3 separate regions of the Mus musculus genome follow, and all the other regions are linked to region 1. A link is a contact called in public HiChIP or PLAC-seq data. All regions are on one chromosome and are shown on one strand. Each heading gives the region's core, a stretch centred on a gene start, on an enhancer-like site or on the middle of the called end of the contact. The rest is flanking DNA. Distances are from core to core; before and after follow the strand shown.

Evidence for each region. HiChIP or PLAC-seq counts read pairs in DNA pulled down with a chosen protein or histone mark.
Region 2: a contact with region 1 is called in an H3K4me3 HiChIP or PLAC-seq map of craniofacial prominence, with 4 times the contacts expected there. The contact joins the enhancer-like site here to the promoter of Col23a1 in region 1. A contact is called at or near these places in 6 of 39 promoter capture datasets (the HPC-7 cell line, cranial neural crest, frontonasal cranial neural crest and 2 more), 3 of 484 Hi-C or Micro-C datasets (the G1E-ER4 cell line, bone marrow-derived macrophages and uterus), 12 of 115 datasets of contacts at active chromatin or transcription factors (craniofacial prominence, embryonic forebrain, embryonic hindbrain and 6 more) and 2 of 9 other capture datasets (embryonic stem cells and pancreatic islet).
Region 3: a contact with region 1 is called in an H3K4me3 HiChIP or PLAC-seq map of embryonic limb bud, with 3 times the contacts expected there. The contact joins the enhancer-like site here to the promoter of Col23a1 in region 1. A contact is called at or near these places in 6 of 39 promoter capture datasets (the HPC-7 cell line, cranial neural crest, frontonasal cranial neural crest and 3 more), 1 of 15 datasets of contacts at CTCF or cohesin (embryonic stem cells), 4 of 484 Hi-C or Micro-C datasets (bone marrow-derived macrophages, embryonic fibroblasts and embryonic stem cells), 13 of 115 datasets of contacts at active chromatin or transcription factors (craniofacial prominence, embryonic basal ganglia, embryonic forebrain and 8 more) and 2 of 9 other capture datasets (adipose tissue and liver).

What each region holds. Positions count from the first base shown.
Region 1 is chr11:51,288,534-51,291,577 of GRCm38.p6, forward strand. It overlaps Col23a1 (collagen, type XXIII, alpha 1), which reads left to right and starts at 1,387. Exons shown (of 29, transcript NM_153393.2): 1 at 1,387-1,854. The coding sequence starts at 1,594.
Region 2 is chr11:51,467,868-51,470,643 of GRCm38.p6, forward strand. The region is part of intron 2 of Col23a1 (collagen, type XXIII, alpha 1); the gene reads left to right. Among named protein-coding and RNA genes, the nearest start is that of Phykpl, 120 kb to the right of the region's middle. Within about 2 kb of position 1,459, at least 31 of the 459 cell types and tissues checked have an H3K27ac peak or open chromatin away from gene starts, as enhancers often do. A contact at or near this core is called in craniofacial prominence, embryonic limb bud and uterus, where this site is marked.
Region 3 is chr11:51,501,167-51,504,240 of GRCm38.p6, forward strand. All of the region lies in intron 2 of Col23a1 (collagen, type XXIII, alpha 1), which reads left to right. Among named protein-coding and RNA genes, the nearest start is that of Phykpl, 82 kb to the right of the region's middle. Within about 2 kb of position 1,350, at least 11 of the 459 cell types and tissues checked have an H3K27ac peak or open chromatin away from gene starts, as enhancers often do. A contact at or near this core is called in embryonic limb bud, where this site is marked.

The sequences.
Region 1 (3,044 bases), core at 137-2,636:
GCTAATCCACATAGGTATCTGACAAGAATAAAGACCCAGGGAGCAATCGCCCTGTTCAATACACAGACGCTTCTAGAATGAAACAGTACCCATTAACACTAACACTGGTAGGTAATGGGTAGTGAGAATGGGTGCTAACTTGTAATACGGTGTTGGCGTCTTTTCAGAGACTTCAGTAGACTGTCAGGTTTGCTTGGCAAGAGGTTTTCAGAATATTTGTTGGGCACAGGCACAGTTTTCACACAGGGCCAAGACTTTATAACCACTACCAGAAACTCCACTTTACCTGAGGCCACAGCCTCCAACCCCAGGAAGTTTTAGTTCAGAGGGTCTTGCCAGCTGGGTGATTTCCCTTTTAATTAGGGGAGTAGGAGTGTTGCTGGGTCTCAACAGGCTTTAAGAATACAGAATGGATAATGCAGCCACAGAAATTAAGAAGACAGCCACAGGAGAGTCAGAAGGGAAGGTGGAAAATTATCTAAAACCCACTCCATCACGTGTGCCCCTTACCAGGCTCCAAACTCAGGACTGACTCTTCTCGAAAGGGTGTCCCAGGAGTTAATGTGACAGTTACTTGAGACCAGTTTTGAGGTATAAATATGCCTTGTGGGGGCCCTGGCAGCTAAAACCTGGATTCCAACTTCAGCCTCTCTGGCCATCCCTGTAAGTGGATGGCTTTCTCTTTGGGCCCGATTGGTGTCCTAATGTAACTGTGGTTAAGACAAGTCAGTATGATGCATTCCAGATTTGGGTTTGGGCTAAGTCTGTCCCTGCAGAATTCAAGGTATACCAAGTTTTAGACACTTTTCCCATTTGTTTTTTGTCTGCTTCCTGAACTAACTGCTCCCTCTGGTTCAGGAAAGAAGTATGAGCTTTTTTGTCTAGTGTCCATGCCTGAGTTGCTATGGTGAACATTGACTATAAGAGGTGCCTAGTTTGCCTCCTTCCTTGTCTCTTATTCTCCTTATTTCTCTCTTTCCTTCCACATTCCTCTCACTAGTTTTCCTCTTTCCTTCCTTTGTTTCTCTTTCTCTTTGATTCTCGGTTACCAAGTCTTCCTGCGCACACCCGCAGGGGTCGCTTTTGGCCACCAAGCGGCGCTCAGCTACCGTCTAGAAAGAACCTCTAACTTTCCCACAGAGTTCCAAGTTTTGCTTTGCAAGTGTCAGAAAGGTCAATCTACAAGCTTGGGGAACACTCCCAAGGCTCGAACAGTGAGTGCCTCAACCTCAGGCGGCCTGCGACAGAGCCGAGCCCGGCCGCATAGGGTGCCTCGGGTGGCACCGGCGGGGTACAGAGGCTCGCGCTCCGGGACCCGCTAGGCGAGGGCCCGGACTGCGAGGAGCTGATGAGCGCCAGGCCCCCACCACCACCCCCGCCCTCCCCGTCCGGCCGCTCCTCCCCTGGGTGGGTCCCCGCGCCTTTTCTGGCGGGGTCTATTTGCATAGAAGGAACTGCCCGCAGTGGCCGCTGAGTCTGAGCGGGCGGCTAGGGGGGCGTGCGCGATCCGCGGCCACCCGGACGCGGAGCCCCGCAGCCGCCGACCTGGAGCCGCCCCGGGCCGCAGCGCCGACGCAGAGCCGGCGGGTCGCCATGGGCGCGGGCGAGCGCGCGGCGGGCGGAGGAGGCGCGCAGGACCCCGGAGCGGGCTGCGGGTCGCGGGCGCTGAGCGCGCTGTGCCTGCTGCTGTCGGTGGGCTCTGCGGCCGCCTGTCTCCTGTTGGGAGCCCAGGCGGCCGCCCTGCATGGCCGAGTGGCGGCGCTGGAGCAGGAGCGCGAGCTGTTGCGGCATGCGGGGCCGTCCGGAGCCCTGGCCGCCTGGGCCGAAACGCACCTGGAGCGCCTGTTACGGGAGGTGAGGGCGCGCGATCGCCGGCCGGGGGATGTCCCGCTTCACGAGGGGGTGTAGGGCTGCGGGGGCGGCGTTGATCGTCACCTTCAGGAGCAGGACTCACCTAGTGGATTGCACTGGGGTCGCTGGTGGGGAAGGGTCCTGCTGTCCAGCTTCTGTGCCGGGACTTGCTTCTGCAGGAAAAACAACTTAAAGGGCTGTTTAGGTAACACTAAGGGGCTATGGTAAAGAAAGACCTTGGGGTAACAACAGTCCTGAGTGCGGAGTCTCTACTGAAGTGTGTGCTCAGACCCACAGCCTCTGCCTGCTCTCCAGCGCTGGAGATACTAATGAGGCTCTTGCGTTCCCACGGCTAGTCTGCCTGAAACAGTCCGGACCACCTCAAGGCTCAGGCCAGCCCTTCCTCTGTGTCCGGGAAGGTTAGGTTGGGAGCGGCTCTGGCCTAGATGTGCTGTGTTCCTTAGCTGGCCCACTAAAACTGTGCATCGAAGACTAGGACACAGCTGAGCTAGCTGCCTCTGTGCGCGTTTGGCTGGGTGGTGATCTCTACAGGCCACCCCCAAAGCGTCTTAGGTTTGTTTTCCGAGGGTTAAGACTCCTGTTTTGAGCCTGCCCTGGTGGCATCTGTAATTCCAGAATTTAGGAGGCTGAATTGTGTGAATCTCTCTACAAGTTGGGGGCTGGCTTAAACTATATAGTTGAGATGCAGGTCCAGCCTGGGCTTCAGAACGAAAATAAATAAATAAATAAATAAATAAATAAATAAATAAATAAATGCCAACCATTGGGCATATTGATGAGCGCCTTTAATCCCAGCACTTTGGAGGCAGAGGCATGAGGATCTCTGAGTTTGAGGTCATCCTGTCCAGGACAGCCAGAGGAAGACCCTGTCTCAAGAAATCAAAACAAACAACAAAAACAAAAGAAGATGGCCATTGTATGCCTGGACTTCTGATCTTCTGTCTACTGATACTCCATCTGACAATACCTGGCCAGAACCTCTACCCTCGGTACAGCAAGCCTCTTGCCTGTAGAACTGTGGCATACACCCGCACACTACAGTTTCTCTCAGCTCTGCCTCCCTTATAGGAATGGTTCACCTCCTCCTAGAGGAGGTGGTTGCCCCAGATCTAAAGGCGGGGGTGGGGGTGGGGAGTCAATCCTAAGGACAGTAGAAAATGAACCTTGCTTGT
Region 2 (2,776 bases), core at 209-2,708, 180 kb after region 1:
CTACCTGAGCTCTTGGGAATGGAACCTGGTTCCTCATGCTTGCATAGCAAGTGCTTTACTGGTTGAGTTATAGCTCCCCTGCCTGTGCATTTCTTTTATCTGACAAATGTAAATTATATATATTATGGTGTTTTATATATGTTTACTGTATAAAATAGCTGAACCCAGCTCATTAGCATATCTGCCACCTGGCATATAGCATATGGTTATGGCTAGAACATTGTAGTTAAGCAGTGGTGTATGCGTCTCTTGAGTTTACTCCCCTAACTGAAATTGTGTGTCCTTTGACTAGCTGTTCCCTGCCTCTGCCACCCACAGTTCCACTCTCTGGTTCTGTGACTGTCACTTTTGAAGATCCTGTTGGTCAGTTAAGTCACACAGTGACGAAGGGCTGGTAAAGACAGGCCTATCCCCAAGGCTCATGTGCCACCTGGGGTTGGCCAAAATGCACAGCAAGCTCCAGGTTCTGTGAGAGACTCTGTCTCAAAAAATAAGGGGAAGGGTCACGGGAAGGGGGGGCATGCTGATGTCATTCTCTGGTCTCCAAATACATCTGCATAAGAATGGACACCAGGACAGATAGACAGACAGATAGACAGACAGACAGGAAAAAGCACCAAGACAGAACCTCCCCTCCCTTTTCAGGCCTTAGAATTCCTCCTCCTTGCCCCCCTGCCATAGCCCTACGGATTATTTCTCACTCTGTGTTTCATGAATTGAAAGCTCTAGATGTGATAGGTCTGCCCAGAATTGCTTGGTTCTATGTCTTGTTTCTAAATGTCCATACCTGTCCTCTTAACATGCCTAAGCCGTCACCATTCGAGCCCATGCTCAGGTAAAGCCTTCTATGATCCCCACGTGTAGAAACTGTGACCCCACGCCATCCGTTTCTGTACATGAGGCATCTCCCTTAGGGAACTTGTCCCTGGGCCATGGCCCACCACCTAGCCTGGCAAATGAGCTGTGTGAGAGCAACAGCTGGGTCTCATCTTTCTCCATCTTTTTAAGTGGCTGGCTCCGGCAGGGGCCCTCAGTGGTGGTGGGCATTCCCCTAAGAAGCCTGCACAAGCTGGTTTGTGTGCATCGTTGTGAGCAATGCAGCTGTCTCAGCAGTGAGCATGATGTGCTAGGAAGACGAGCCATCCAGTGGGAGAGTGACAGAGGACATTTGCTCAGAAACAGACTATGAGGACTCCTCTGCCGTAGTTGGCTTTGGATTGGCCCCCAGCTCCCTAACACTTCAGGGCTCTCAGCTTCCACAAGAGAGCATGCTACCCACCTAGAGGTCTCGTGCATTCCATTCTGAAGTGGGGATAGACTTCCCAGCACCCCAAGGGAACATTCTCACCCTAAGTAAGGGGCTCAAGCTCTGCTGAATCCGCAAGTATATTTCTGCGTCGGGACAGTGGCGTGGGGGAGGGGCCTTCCACCACTCACTTGAGTTTGATAAGCTAGCTGAGCCTCAGAGGCGAAATGGGGGCCACAGAGAAGGGTGACCTGCCCAAGTCCGCTAGCCTCATCTACCTTGGAACTCTTGTCAGTTTAATTACCAGCAACAGGCTTCAGCACAGCAGCCCACATCTGGATAGCATCAGTGGAGTTGGAGCAGATACCGCCAGCCGTTTCCAGGCCGCCCCAGCCTGTGCTGATTTATATCCCATCGATAGCCTCAGAACGATTCGGCCACAGGGAACTCCTAGACCTGACCACAAGCGACTTTTGTCTGATAGCCAATGAGCTGCCTAACAGTCACACCGCAACCACTCCAAGAAGGGTTGCAAATGCAGAGTGTGCAGAACTCAGTGTCAACAAACACTCAACCGTGTGCCCACATCCTTCCAAGCCTGTATTCCAGATGCCTGAAACTCCGAGGTGGGGAAAGCACAGTCCAGCTGCTGTGGCCATGCAGGCTGGCATCCCATCGCCAAGTGGGTCACAGGACGGTAGAGGAGAGCAGGGCCTCACTCCCTAGATGCACGAGCGAGTCAGACAAGTCTCCAGAGAGGAGATGACATCTGAATGCCGGAGAGACTCTGACAAGCACTGAAGCAGGGAGAGGGGGGGACACTTAGTGTGGCGACTGTACTGTGTTGTCTAAAGCAGGTGCTTTGTTGGTCCTAGAAAGAGGTGAGGGTGGGGAGGGAAGTCAGACAAAGACACAAGACTTATTCTGGTTGTAGTAGAGGGTTTCCTGGGGAGGAAGCATGATCTGAAATCACTCTCTCAGAGACAGGGTGGCAAATGTCTAGAAAGGTGGGAGTGAGAAGGAGGTGAAGGCTCAGAGGAGGCTGGAGATTAAACTATATGGGAGAGATGGAGAGGCAGATGGGAACCTGCCCTGGGGCTGGGGCTGGGGGGCGGGGCAGTTGAGGGGCTGGAAAAGAGACTTTATTGGCCTTATGGAACTCAATGTGCAGAAAGGATAATGGTGCTCTAGCACCCAAAGATGGGGCAAAGGTATGTCACAGGCACAGAGCACATCTTGGCCATAAGCAAGGACGCCACTCTGCCCGCAGCAGTGAAGTGAGGCTGGGCGCGGCATCTCCAGCCAGCAGAGTCTCAGAGCGACTGCCTGGACTGCTCAAGTCACGGCGATCCCTCAGGCAGTGAGAAGATGAGGGCCTCCAAGCTAACAATTGCGAGCCCGGGGGAAGGCAAGGCCAGGAGGAAGCTAAAGCTAAGCCTTGACCTGCAGCCCAAGGTCATACTCAGAGCCTGCAGGGCCTGGCGAGGTCACACTGAGCTCCGGATGCCACCGCCATGGGTACCCCAACCA
Region 3 (3,074 bases), core at 100-2,599, 210 kb after region 1:
CCGGGGGGGCTTGCTAAGGCACAGGGTGGGCTATCAGTGTGTCCTTTGTTGGTGGGTAGGTGGGTGGGTGGACCAGTGGACACACAAGTGGATAGGACAGACAGATGAATAGCCAATAAGATAAATGAGCAAAGACTGATAAATTAATGGGTGGATGGGAGGATGGAAGGATAGATGGCAGGTGAATGGATGGATGGATGGATGGATGGATGGATGGATGGACAGATAGATGGAAGTGTGGATGAATGGAGAGAAAGATGCACCAACAGAAAGACAGATAGTCAAAAGCATGAATGAACAATGATTTGTGAATCAATGGATGGGTGGGTAGGTGAGTAGATGATAAATGGATAGGAAGACAGATGAGAAAGGGAGGGAGGGAGGAAGGGAAGGAGGGAGGGAGGGAGGGAAGGATGGATTGGGTGGAATGAGTGAATGGATGTATGGGTGGATACATGAACAGTCAAAAAGGTGAAGAAAGATTAATCAATCAATGGATGGATGAATGGATGGATGGATGGTTGGATGGATGGATGAATGGATGGATGGATGGATGGATGGATGGATGGATGGATGGATGGATGGATGAACGAACTAATGTGTAGATGGATTCACTAACCCCTGACTAAGTCTTAGGTAGTTTTATGTTTGGTTTGGTTTGGTTTGGTTTGGTTTGGTTTGGTTTGGTTTGGTTTGGTTTGGTTTGGTTTGGTTTGGTTTTTTAAGACAGAGTTTCTCTGTGTAGCTCTGACTGTCCTGGAACTTGTTCTGTAGACTAGGCTGAACTCAAACTCAGAAATCCACCTGCCTCTGCCTCCCAAATGCTGGGATTAAGGGGATAGACTTAAGTAGTTGTGTGTAGCAGTATAAACAGATGCAAAGTGACTGTGTGAGGAACAAGAATGGAGCCAAAGAAAGTGACAGAGAGTGTATCGGCCAACAGATGCAGAGAGCACCAGGGCCAAGGGTGTGGCTCCTTATAGATCACCTGCCTGCATCGTTAGAGGCTCTGAGCTCAAGAGAGAAAGCCAGAGAATGTGAGTTGAAGAAATGCCCCTCTGGACAGATGAGCGGCTGCTCACACCTCTCTGCTCTTTTCTAAGTGTTCCTTGTCTATAAGATAAAGGGATTGTTCCCGAGGTTCCAGTGAGCCAGAGCTCAGAGAAAGGAACCATAAGCACTCTGAGAAAAAAGAAAAAGAAAGAGTTAATTCTAAATAAACTTTGAATACGCTTCCAAGTCTGTTTGGAAAGCGCAGTGGTGGCTTTCATGAGGGTAAAGTCTAAGTGTTCCTTTCGGAGCTGTGTTTAGGGACGCTCAGCCATGCAGGCATTCCCCGGAGCTGGTGCTAAAATGCGTAGGAGACAAGAAACATATGGCGGACGACGATGTCAGGCAGGCTTACCGTGAGCATATGGGTTCTCTGTTGATGGAATATTCAGCAAGTGTTCCAGAGAGAGGGTCTTTCCTGAGATGGGAACCAGTGAGAATAGACCCCCCCCCGACCCCCCCACCCTGCTCATAAATCCTTGGAGAAAAAAACAGGCCTGTCTCCCACACACATGCAGCTAATTATCTGGGGTCTCGGGGCTCTCCCTAGGGAGTGGTTAAGAGCAGTTTACTGAGGCTAGATTCACTCAAGTATGTGCTTTTCAGTCCTACAGGGACTGTAGCAGCTTGCCCTCAGATAAGAAACTGGCATCTCGCAACCCTCACCACCAGTGGGCAGTAAGTATGGCATGGAGGCTCAGAGCACAAGAGAAGTCAGAGGTGTGAAATACGGACAAGGAACAAAGTCTGTCCCCAGACCCAACCTGCTGCTAGACACCTTGGGAGACATAGCCTTGTTCGGTGATCAGTGATGACCACCTTAGTGCAGCTTAGCTGGAGGCACCAAGAACATCTGAATAAATCCAACAGCTTCCTGCTTGTGTGGGGCTCAAGGTCTAGACAGATGGGCAAACACTGTCTTGGGTTGCTAAGGACTGCAGAAAATGACTAGCCCTCATCCAAAGGTGAGCAGGCAGGGAGGAGATGACATAACCCCATGTCCTAGCTGAATCCTGAGGACGGGTAGGAGTTTCTCCCCCAACAAGACATAAAGAATGGATACTGAAGATACGGGAGAAACAGCTCGGTGGAGAGTGTGCATCTGGGCAAAGAGGGGCAGGCAGAGCAGCACACAGAGAGACCCAGTCCCGTCTCAATCTCCGCCAGGCAGCTGTGTGTTTCAAGAATGGCGAGACCCCATATTGTAAGGGAAACACCATAATGAGATTTACAGTAGGGAAATATCCTCCTGACCATGCGACAGCAAATGCAAAGCAGAAGGCAAGAGAGGAAACGGAGAGACACAGGCTCGAGGCTATGCCCATGCACAGAAAAGACAGTGCTGGGCCTGGGGGGAACAGAAAGAGGCAGATGGGCTGCAGGGCCTGAGTTCGGTTAGGTTATTTACCCCTCACAACTACAAAAGTGGAAGAACAGTACTTGCCTCATGGTGTTGCTAGAAGGTCGCAGTTCCTACACATACTGTTTAGAGCCGAGACGACACTCTCTGAAATAGGATTCGCTGCCCTCGGTAAGGCGGTCAGTAGACAGAAATGGTGGGTGTGATGAGTCTGCCCACACCCTTGGGGCTCCTGGGTATGAGGCAATGTCGACAGAGTCTGGGGGTTCATTTAGAGGTTAGGAGGGAGGCCTTTGGTTTAGTCTGCTTGGCCCCTGCTACTAGAACGGTGTGGGATCTGTCCTTTCTCTGCTGATCGAGAGGCAGAAGGGTATGGAGGCTTTGAGCACGAGTGTTGCTGTGGTCAGATGGCTTCAAGCCAGTGACTAGGCCTCTCTGGGTCAACTTTCTGCTTCCGGAGAATGGGGGAGGGATCACTTCTGCCTCAGAGGAGCCTGTGACCATTCAGGGACTGCATTGTATCACACAGTCCTTGCCAGAAGTGCACATCAGAGTGGTCCTTGTCACGACAATAGGAATAAATAGCAATGAGTTAAGAACCAGGATGGGGTAAGGGTGGGGGAGGGGCTGGGTTGGTGGCCCAGGAAGCACTTGTTCAAGTGTG